Linked DNA regions of Triticum aestivum: region 2 is linked to region 1. Evidence: chromatin contacts called from public Hi-C data. All regions are on one chromosome and are shown on one strand. The core of a region is the stretch at or near the end of the contact, and the rest is flanking DNA. Distances in the headings are between cores, read along the strand shown. Region 1 overlaps LOC123088314. Region 2 holds the start of LOC123088315 (acyl-CoA-binding domain-containing protein 1).

Region 1 (4,812 bases), core at 1,316-3,815:
TTGCTGTTCACATTTTCTTTTTTGAGGATGTGTCGTCCACATTTTACATATGGCATAAACAAAATGTATGAACTAGTTGGCATTGCCTAAAAAGGAAGGATGAATAACCTTCAGTTCACTTGAAAACATACTAGAATTCAGCGTCCATTTGCCTTTTATGATATTACTAGTTGTAGAATCCAAGTTTGAATGGTGGGCTGACAAATTGACCAAGGCCTAATAGAGATTCACATTCCTAGAATTGTAACACTTTGCATGTATCCATACCAGTGAGCATGTAGTTTGTGACATGAAGTGTAAAATTTTAAATGAGCCAATGTTACTTCACCATATCTCCAAATGCTGCTCGATGCGTGTCCTTCACCCCTGCTTTTCCGTGCTTAACTTGGATGAAACTTAATTTTCTCTCCAAATTACTCCTGTAAAGAAATATAATGGCCTTATATTTCTTTACAGAGGGAGCACATGGATACGGAGGTGGAAGAAAACCTTGTTTATAGTTGAGAGAAACTTGAGAAGCTAGGGTGGACCTGCCTTGAGGCCTGTAGAGAAGAGACCCTGGGGGACCGCGTCGAGTCCTACAGAGCATCTGGCCGGGCTTCCTGAACTGAACATCCAAGTGGGACAAGCTTGGTTGTTGATCCTTGCCAAACTGCTGGTGTACAAATTCAGAATGGTACTCTACGAGAGTCAGACATCCTCAGTTAGATGAGCACGTCTTTCCATGTCTCAGTTTGCTGGCCTCAATGAAACTAAACTAAAAAAGTATAGTATGTCGAGAGTGGGAGACACAGAACTGTCAATATGAGAACCAATTCCATTCATTGACTGACCATCATGTTGAACTGAAAACAGGGGCCTGCTGGAACGACTAGATCACCCACTTGCCTTCAGATTTCGGAGGAAATTCAGGGAGACAAACTTGAGCATACATATATTAGTAGTAGAACATACTGTAGATGGGGGCGATTTGGGGGTTACCTTCTGAGAATACTGTATTACCGTTGTCGCCTGGGGTGGAGCCCTTGGTGGCCGAGCAGTCGGTTAAATCCATCTGCGGTGGTGCTGCCGGTCCAGCGCGGGGTGAGGAGGGAGGGAGCGGTGCTACAGCGCGGGGTGTGGACCGCTGCTGCTGCCGGGCTCCCCAAACTGTCCAGACGGACGGCCGGTCGCTGGCTTGCCAAACCGGCGGCTCACGTTTGGGCTGACCGGCAACCTACAAACGCAGCCCAAATCTGGGGCGGGTATGTGTAGGATCCCGTGGCCGCACACGGTTTGGTTGCGGATCTGACGGCTAGGACCTCGTGGACTGTTGTTCATGCTGCGGGACGCGAAGCCCGATGACGTGGAGGAGCTTGCCCTCCGCGTCGCATCGCATTGGTCGTGGTTGGACCGGGGCGACAGCGTAAGCTCTGGTTCCACGCCGTCCCCCATCGCCCGACAACCCTGTGCAAGCAACGTCGCCGGCCCCTTGTGTTCTTCGCATAGTTTCGGCTGCTCTGCGCCCCTCCAGGTGCGCCGCCCCTGCGTCCCTCTCCGTATGTTGTACCAACTCCCAATGGCATCACTGGGTCCTCCTGCGTGCGCCGGCGCCGACAAGGACATTGACGCCCAAATTAGAGGTGTGAGTCACACGCAGTGAGCGGTAACGGGCGAGGGAAAGGGCAGCAGCAGGGAGGCATTGGGCGCACACTGGTGGATTTGGAGGACCAGATCCTCGCGACGGTCCTTCGGCTCTCCCTCACAATGTCAGAGACGGATGCGAGGTGGCTCCGCCACAAAAACGCCAAACACGCCGGCTCGCCATCGGGCGATCGAAACGCGAGGCTATGGCTCAGGCGGCTTGTCTGGCCGAGGCCCGGGACAGCATGATTCGAAGAATGACCGGCAACCTCTCCTTCGACGAGGACCCAGACCTCACAGACGGCTCCAGCTTCGACAATGACGCACCTCCGGCCGTCGACGCCTACACAAAGAGGTACAATTGCACCGTCAACCACAAGGGGAAGTGGACGACGAGGAGATGGCGGTTTCCTCCGCCCTTCTTCGTCTCTTCGTTTTTTCTGTGTTTTTTTAATGTTTAGTTAGTATTGTCCGGCGATGAACACTTGTTCTGTTGGTTGTCCTACCTATGACTGGTACTGCGTGATTGATGCCCGAATTATGTACGTTTGTTGCTAAATGTGTTGATCTACGTATTTTTATGTTTTACTCTCTGTTCTTAAATACAAGTCTTTGTAGAAATGGAGGGAGTACATTGCATGAGTTGCATGGATATACATGAGACGTTTACAGAGACAACAAAAATGAGGGTCATGATTCGTGGATGTTCCAAGTGGCAAATGAAGAGTGACCGGTCATGGTTCGCGGACGTTTGTAGGGCCGGACCTGCGGCCGTAGATGCTCAGGTCCCTTGTCTCATTTGTGTCAAAAACGTTCTTATATTATGAAATCTAGGGAGTATTTTGTTTAGCATCGCAATGGCATGGCATGCACGCAGCGCATAGGATTCTTCTGCCGTCCGTCCCGGTGTGATAAACAAAGGCAGGTGGGGCGCGGGGTCTGTATCATGGCACCGAAAGGGACCAAAACTCGTGGGCCGTGTCGGGCACGGGTGCGACTTTTCTGGCCGTCCGCCCAGATCTGGCCTCGGTACCAGGCATTTAATACGAAAGTTAATGAATTCCGGCCGGAACGATCAGGCAGGCGCGAGCCAGCTGCGCAAACAAGTTGTTTCCTACTCCGTGCTGATAACAGACGCCACACAAAACAAAACAGGCTATCTCCACGGAGGTCACGCACGCCAGATGCGCACGCAAGCCGCGAGGCTCTCCTATCCTTTCTCCGTTTCCTCCTCTGCCCATGGCTCTACCAAACCTCGCCGCCGGGCACCCCCGTCGGCGGCGCCTGCCCGCCGCCGGGCCGACCAGGCCACCCGACGCATGCCTGCGCTGGATCCGACGTGTGACGTCGCCGTCGTCCAGGCACAGCACACCGCCGGACGTGTCGATGTAATCCTGGGCCGTCGTCGGTGCACGTCGCCGGATCGAAAGTCGCGGCCGGCGAAGCGCTCCGCCGGTGTCGACGTATGGCTGGGCCGGTGGATCGATCTATCCGGTGTCGTCGATCCTGGCCATGACTGAAGCACGACGTCGGATCCAACTCGTGGTTGACAAGTGATCGCCGTGCATCATCGGTTTGCTGTGAGGAAGCCAAATTTTCGTACCAGGTAAATTCCTCGTTTTTTTTTTGCGATTGTTTTCATTAAGGCCATGAATCAGTTTACCCTCTTTAGTCGTCGTATAATCCTCATGTTGAAAACCTCGTCGGTTATGGGAGGGATCGAAGTGGATCAGCCATGTCAAGTGGCGGTAGTCCAAATCTTCCATGAGACCTCCGGCAAAGATGGGATTAATTAACCTTCACGTTGGCAAGGAACACGGCTGTACACAGATCCATGCACAATCTCCCGGTCTCAAAACATAAAAAAAAAAGGTATAACCAGAAAACGGAAGCTAGGTTCTTAACAAGAACAACACAAAGATCTTTGTCCACATCTCTTTAGCTATTTATTTATTTATTTATTATCAAGGCCTCGAATATTCTGCACAAGAAACTACTCCCTCCGTTCCTAAATATAAGTCTTTGTAGAGATTTCACTATGAACCACATACGGATGTATATAGATGCATTCTAGAGTGTAGATTCACTCATTTTGCTTTGTATGTTGTCCATAGTGAAATCTCTACAAAGACTTATATTTAGGAACGGAGGGAGTACTGAATTTTGGTAGTAATTCCTCTAGTCATTGCTGTGCTGTACGAGATAATACTCCAAAGTACCTTGGTCGTATTGGGATGCCACGGTGCAGGTTTGTTCAGTGGCGAAAGAGTAGAGTATAGGATAACGAAAGGAGAGTCTGCCCACAGTCATCAATGATCGTGCCAGAACGAAACGGCCATGCCAAAGGTTTTACCTGGGCAATCCATATCTATTGAGTTTGTAGTTGCCGGCTCTGTGTCCAAGTGCAGCGGTGTTTGCAAACATATCATGGTTTGAGTTAACTTGCACAACGGAATTTGTACAACCATTTTGTCACCCAAGACGTATGATGTTCAACCTTGTATAGATAACACAAGGAAAAATGATGAGTGCACAAACAGATTGTAAGCTGCACCAACAACACAAATATGCAGAGCAAGCAGTTAATTCCTAATGTCATCACGCAGACAAAAGTAAGGCCCAAATGAGATTTTGCAAGCAGTACACAGTGCTGCTCACCTTAATTTTCCACAAAAAGAATGCAGTAATGGAATGAAACATACATTCTTAAGGTCTGTCAAACAAGATAATAAATTTTTTAGTTAGTTCATCACTGCATCCAACTTCATTAGGTATTAATATCAGATCAATATGGTAACTAGAAAAAAAAATATGCACAAAACGCTATGAATGTGGGTGTCTTGATTGTATCTGAAGAAGCAAAGCCCATTATGGCCTTCCTCCGGATAATAAAACTGTTATCTTCACTACATGCAAGCAGTCACATATGTTAACTTTTCTGAAATACATGAAAACAGAGGCATCATAAAGAAAATACCTTCACCTTGAAGAAAACATATTTAGCAAATTACTCCCATCTTCTGCAAATTAAATTAACCACGTAGATCAGCTAAGCCACTATGACAACATCACAATAACTTAATTAACATGAAAGAAGATAAGACACTCTAAAATAGTGCAATGCCAAGAAATTCTATCATGTGAAAATATGTACTACTCTCTCCGTTCCATAATATAAGAATGTTTCTG
Region 2 (5,339 bases), core at 2,102-4,601, 41 kb before region 1:
GTTGATGACGAGGGCGCTGCTGCGGGTGCGGCGTCGAAGCGGCGTCTCTTCCGGCTCCGACCTGACGGGGCGGACCGCCGGCGAGCCGACAAGGAGAGCGAGCCATTGCTCGTCGGCGGGGGGGGGGGGGGGGGGGAGTGTGTTGCTTTGTGTGGCGATGCGAGCACTAGTAGAAAACCACCCATTAGTCCCGGTTCGTAAGGGCCTTTAGTCCTGGTTCAGGAACCGGGACTAATGGGTCGTTACTAATACCTCAACCCATTAGTCCCGGTTCAAACACGAACCGGGACCAATGTGCCTCCACGTGGCCCTGTGCGCCGAGCCCAGTCAGGGGGCCTTTGGTCCCGGTTGATGGCTCCAACCGGGACCAAAAGGCATCCACGCGTCTGCATTCCAGTGGCTGGGGTTTTTGTTTTTTTAAAGGAGGGGGGTTGGGGGTTTTGGGGGGTTAATTTAGGTGTTTCGTATATTGTGTTAGCTAGCTAATTAATAGAGAGAAGTGTCCTCTCTTATGTCCGTGCTTGGTCGACGCTACGTAGTATATATACATAAGTGATCGAGAGAACCATTCAGTACAGAAGTTCATCATGCATACCGAGAGAAGTGATCGATCGACCTCTCCTTCTCCGAGAGATTGGTCGAACAACAAGTTTTTTACTGGCTGCATACATGTACAATATGTATAAGATCTCTTAATGACAAACCCCTAGCATTTGAAATCAAGTTCCACATGGTATTCTCCGGCTTTACTGATGACGTGTTCAAGAAAGAATCCCGCCAATTCCTCTTGAATTGCTTTCATGCGCTCTGGTGGTAGGAGTTCATCCCGCATCTGCCACGTCTAATTAATTTGAGGAAGGGGGTTAATTAATACATATATATGAATGAAACTCAACAGAAATGATGGTGTAATAAAATGAAATTGTGAATATTATTGCTTACGCACTTCATATTGTCTTCTAGAGTAGCCCCGCTTGTTTTTCAAAGTCGCGTTGTGGATGAACTCGCACACGTAGTATCCACAGAAATCATTCCCTTCCTCCTGCCACAAGCACTTTACGAGAAATAGAGGTCAATCAAACTGATAATGAAGCATTATAAATGACATTGATGAAAGTATAACTATAGAATCAACGGGAGATGCGCGCAACTAGCTAGCCAGTAGTACTTACTTTCGGGTATACATATCGCAGATCCTTCGGCAGTCCCGGAGCTTGTGCGGTGAACTGTTTCCAAGCCCTGCAAGACAAAGAAAATAATTATTATTACTTGAGATATCAGGAAATGAACAAAAAGTTGCCGATATGGTGCGATAATGATCGATTGAACTTACTTGCTGAGCATTTCAGTCATGTCCGCATAGGTGCTGGGATCTTTCCGTCTGGAGTCTAAGACGGTTACTAGTCCACGCTCAAGCTTAATCTCTAGAAGAATATAGTGGTACCTGCACACGCATGCATAACTCATCAGTTACATTAACCTCTCGCTCGAGTAATAAGGGAAACCGAATATGCACACGACAGTAACACTCACGGGCCGTTGTAAGGAAAGAGTATGGTATCTTTGTTTTGATTTTTGATCAACGATTGTAGCAAGTTGTCCTCGACCTCTTCGACGTGCTTTTTAACCAGAAATACATCTATGATATTTGTGTTAATGAACCCAATATCATAGATTTCATTTTTTTTGCACTCGACGATCTTCAATTTGCATAATATATTGAGGATAATTAATTATAAATACATGCAATGAAAGAGCCGAGCTATATATAGAGACTTAATGACAGAAATAGTACTTACAGGCAGTAGCAAAAGACCATTAATTTATTGAGGGCCTTTTGATTGAAGAACTCGAAGAACTCCTCAAATGGAACACACAACAGATCATTTGTAACGAGGTCGTGCTCCTCTTTAATGTTCAGATACAAACTGTTCGTCCCCTCAGACTCTCTGCAGGTTTTCATGTACCAACTATGGAATCTTCGCATCATTGTTGTCAGAGATTTTTCATCTTTGACGAGAGGCTTCCCGTACTCGTATCTGAATACGTCCACCTCCATGAAATCAGGAAGTGCATCGTCAGGCAGGTAATCTTCAAGATTGCCATAACCGGCCACCGCCTCCGGAGGATTAGACACATTGAGCGGGGGGCACGATTGCTGTGCTTGTTCGCCGAGCTGGGCGATTTTTTCCCCTTTGCTCGTTGTTCTTTTGACCTTTTATCACTGACAGTAGTTCCCGACCGCTTGGCTTGGAGATATGTCTGTTCAGTAATGCGCTCATAGTTGGTTCTCGGCGGAGACTTTGGTGGTTTCCTCAGGGCATCGAGAGTGCGCTTTGCTTTCACCGGATCTACCTTCTCCTCCGGAGGTGGATGTCTCTTTGCTTTCACCCCTTCAAAGAACTCCTTCACGTGGGCCTGCACGATCTTATTGTTTTCCTCCTCGGTCCTCTCGTACGGTAACTTCTCTACAGGCGATGTGTGGCAGCTACCCGGCGGGAAGATCGGCTTTTATAGCCGCAGCGGGCGGCGAGAGCCTGCATGTCGGGCGACGCGTGGCGGGAGCGGGCGGGACGCGCGTCGGTGGCGCCTTCATTGCGCCGCCCGTGAGGCATCAATAGAGGCTGACCGGTGGTAGCGCGGCAGCCTTGGCATTGATTCCCGCGGGAACTGAGGCGATGAGGACGATGAAGCGCGTCTCACTGACTCGGCGGGCCGATCCCCGTTCCCGCCAAAAACGCGTCCCCCGGCGCCCCCAGCGCGCCTGGTTCGGCCTGGGTCCGTCGGCGCCAATTTTCGGCCCAACTAGCGAAAAACGGGCTCCTGGGACGTGACTGGGCCGATTTTGGGTCGCCGGCGCCAAAAAACGCCTAGTGGGGGCCTGTTGGGGACGCGGCCAGAGATGCTCTTAGATCGATGCAAGAAGGTCTGACATGAAAAGAGAGAAAAAATACCTTAAAAAAAGAGCCACACAAAACGAATGTACTCCTCGTCGTGTAGTACTACAACAAGGTTTTGCCCGGCTCTGATTAGAGAGGGGCGATGACGGCGTCGTGCCTTCGGCTCACTCCAGTGCTCGTAGTCGTCGCTAGGTGGTCCACGGACATGGTTGTAAATTTCATTACCTCTGTTGATTTTTGGAAAAATTATTACCTCTGTTGTTTGTTGTACTGCCACGATTGAAGACGAGATAGGAAGTTTTTTGCAAAGAATAAAATAAAAAATAACGCAACGTTTGCCACAAGAAAAGTGTTAAACTATGTACTCCTATGTAGTCGTACTCGACAAGTTAGAAAAGAAGTTATCGGCACGTCTCCGCGCCGTCCACGAGCCGGATCGGACGGCCGAGATCGCCCCCGACACGTATCGGGCGCGAGCACGAGTCCCCTGCAGCTCGCATCGCCCATATAAACGACGGCCCGCCCTTGTGCTGCTCGTCGATACCACTAGCCTCGCATCGAATCGATCGTTCTTATCGCCTCGAACGTATCGAAGCCGAGGAGAGCGGAGCAGCCGACGAGCCGATCGACATGGGTCTGCAGGTAAGCTTCCACCCAAGCAACCCCCCTCCCCCCCTCTCGATCTCGTGTTCTCTCCCTCCTCGCCGCGATCCATGCCCTGGCCGGAGCCCCGGGCAGGTTCCGGCGAGCGAATCTCGCCGCCGCCGAGCGGATCTACCCGCGAGCCGCCGCTGCAGGATTTAGGAGCGAATATTGATTCTGTCCTAGGCGTTTGATTTTCAGTCCAGCTTTGCTGTCCGACTCGCCCGCTTCAGATCAGATGTTTTGCGGATCTCTGCGCCGTTGTCTTCAGATTAGTACATAAAATAAATAGAGTGAGGAAATTTTAGTTTACCTGCAAGTTCAGTTCAGGGTTTGGTGCTGTCTGAATCTACTGTTGAATTGGCCGATGAGCTCGATTGTAACACTTGTCGGTAGTAAAACCAGTTGTCAGTTGCTGATTAGTGTATATGCTGTGCTTGCCTGTTGATGTTGTGCAGGAGGAGTTTGAGGAGTACGCGGAGAAGGCCAAGACGCTGCCCGACACCACCACCAACGAGAGCATGCTCTGCCTCTACAGCCTCTACAAGCAGGCCACCGTCGGGCCCGTCAACACAGGCACGCCCACACACACAAACACACCTTATTCTTCTCATCATTATCGCCGTTACTAGCAAGTGAATTGTCAGGTCAGCTGTTTACTGTCGAATTGCCTAGTTGTTTTGCCCTGCTTAGGGTGGCTCTGTTTGATTGTGCGCGCTTAATCATGAACTCAAGAGATTCAGCTAGTGCAGCCCCATGTGGGCATTAGTCTAGATCTGCATCTGAAGGGAGCATCTTTTTCTTAATCGTATTATAATCACAAATGGGATGCTTGGCAAGAATTGTATTGGAATTTCATCGTTGATTGAAGAAAAATATTAGCTAACGGCGGGCTCTGGTCTCATCGTGCAGCCCGCCCCGGAATGTTCGACCTTAAGGGCAAGGCCAAGTGGGACGCCTGGAAGTCCGTCGAAGGTAACAAGTTCATGGTTCCCTCCACTCCCTCCGATCCAAAATAAGTGCCGTGGTTTTATTTCAAATTTGTTTGTCGCCAAACTTGCGCCTGTGTGAACTCTGGCAAAACAACTTTGGTTGCAGCGAAATCCAAGGAGGAGGCGATGGCGGACTACATCACCAAGGTGAAGCAGCTGCTCGAGGAGGCTGCCGCCGCATCCGCTTCTTCCTAGGCCACAGAACCTACTTTTATCCATGGTGGTGCAGACATATGTGCCAATAAACACAAATAAATTTGAAGTGCTATCTGTCTAAGCTTATCGTCGTATTGGGTGTAATTACGTTGAACAAGCCCCGCCTGTGATATTTGAGTTTACGCCATGATTGATTCATGTATGTCTTGTCTTGTTATAAGATGGTTTTTCTTTGGGGAATCACGGGAGAAACGATGTCGCGGTGGCCTCTCCCAGCAGCTATAGCGGGCAATCGCGGCAATAGCTGAAATTTCTCTGGCGGCAGAGATGATTTTCTGAAGGTTTTTGCTGATTTTTGAGCAATTTAGAGGGTTTTGTGAATGGTTTTCGCGGCGGCGGACATAGCGAAGCCGCGAGGATCCTGAGCAGATATAGCGCTGCTATTTTGCGTGAGATTTAAGTACTATGATAAATTCTTCTGAATTCAGTGCTGTACGCTCGCGCTTCCTCTGGCGAGTTCACCAGGGTAAGTGCTCCCCGGCGAATTCCTTGTCCTCTGCCTCTACGGCATTGTATATGCTGTTGATGTAGGCACTAAAACACCCTTCAGAGTTGTCTCATATACAATGCCTACATTGACAAGCCTTAT

The links. A called contact is a pair of places that touch in the nucleus more often than the background predicts.
Region 2: a contact with region 1 is called in a Hi-C map of leaf, with 2.2 times the contacts expected there. The contact joins the promoter of LOC123088315 here to the enhancer-like site in region 1. A contact is called at or near these places in 2 of 5 Hi-C or Micro-C datasets (both in leaf).

The regions. Positions count from the first base shown.
Region 1 is chr4A:717,779,089-717,783,900 of IWGSC CS RefSeq v2.1, reverse strand. All of the region lies in intron 4 of LOC123088314, which reads left to right. Among protein-coding and RNA genes, the nearest start is that of LOC123088314, 6.5 kb to the left of the region's middle. Within about 2 kb of position 2,565, at least 8 of the 8 cell types and tissues checked have an H3K27ac peak or open chromatin away from gene starts, as enhancers often do. A contact at or near this core is called in leaf, where this site is marked.
Region 2 is chr4A:717,820,461-717,825,799 of IWGSC CS RefSeq v2.1, reverse strand. It overlaps LOC123088315 (acyl-CoA-binding domain-containing protein 1), which reads left to right and starts at 3,351. Exons shown (of 4, transcript XM_044510508.1): 1 at 3,351-3,542; 2 at 4,001-4,118; 3 at 4,455-4,517; 4 at 4,641-4,888. The coding sequence starts at 3,531. The coding sequence ends at 4,729.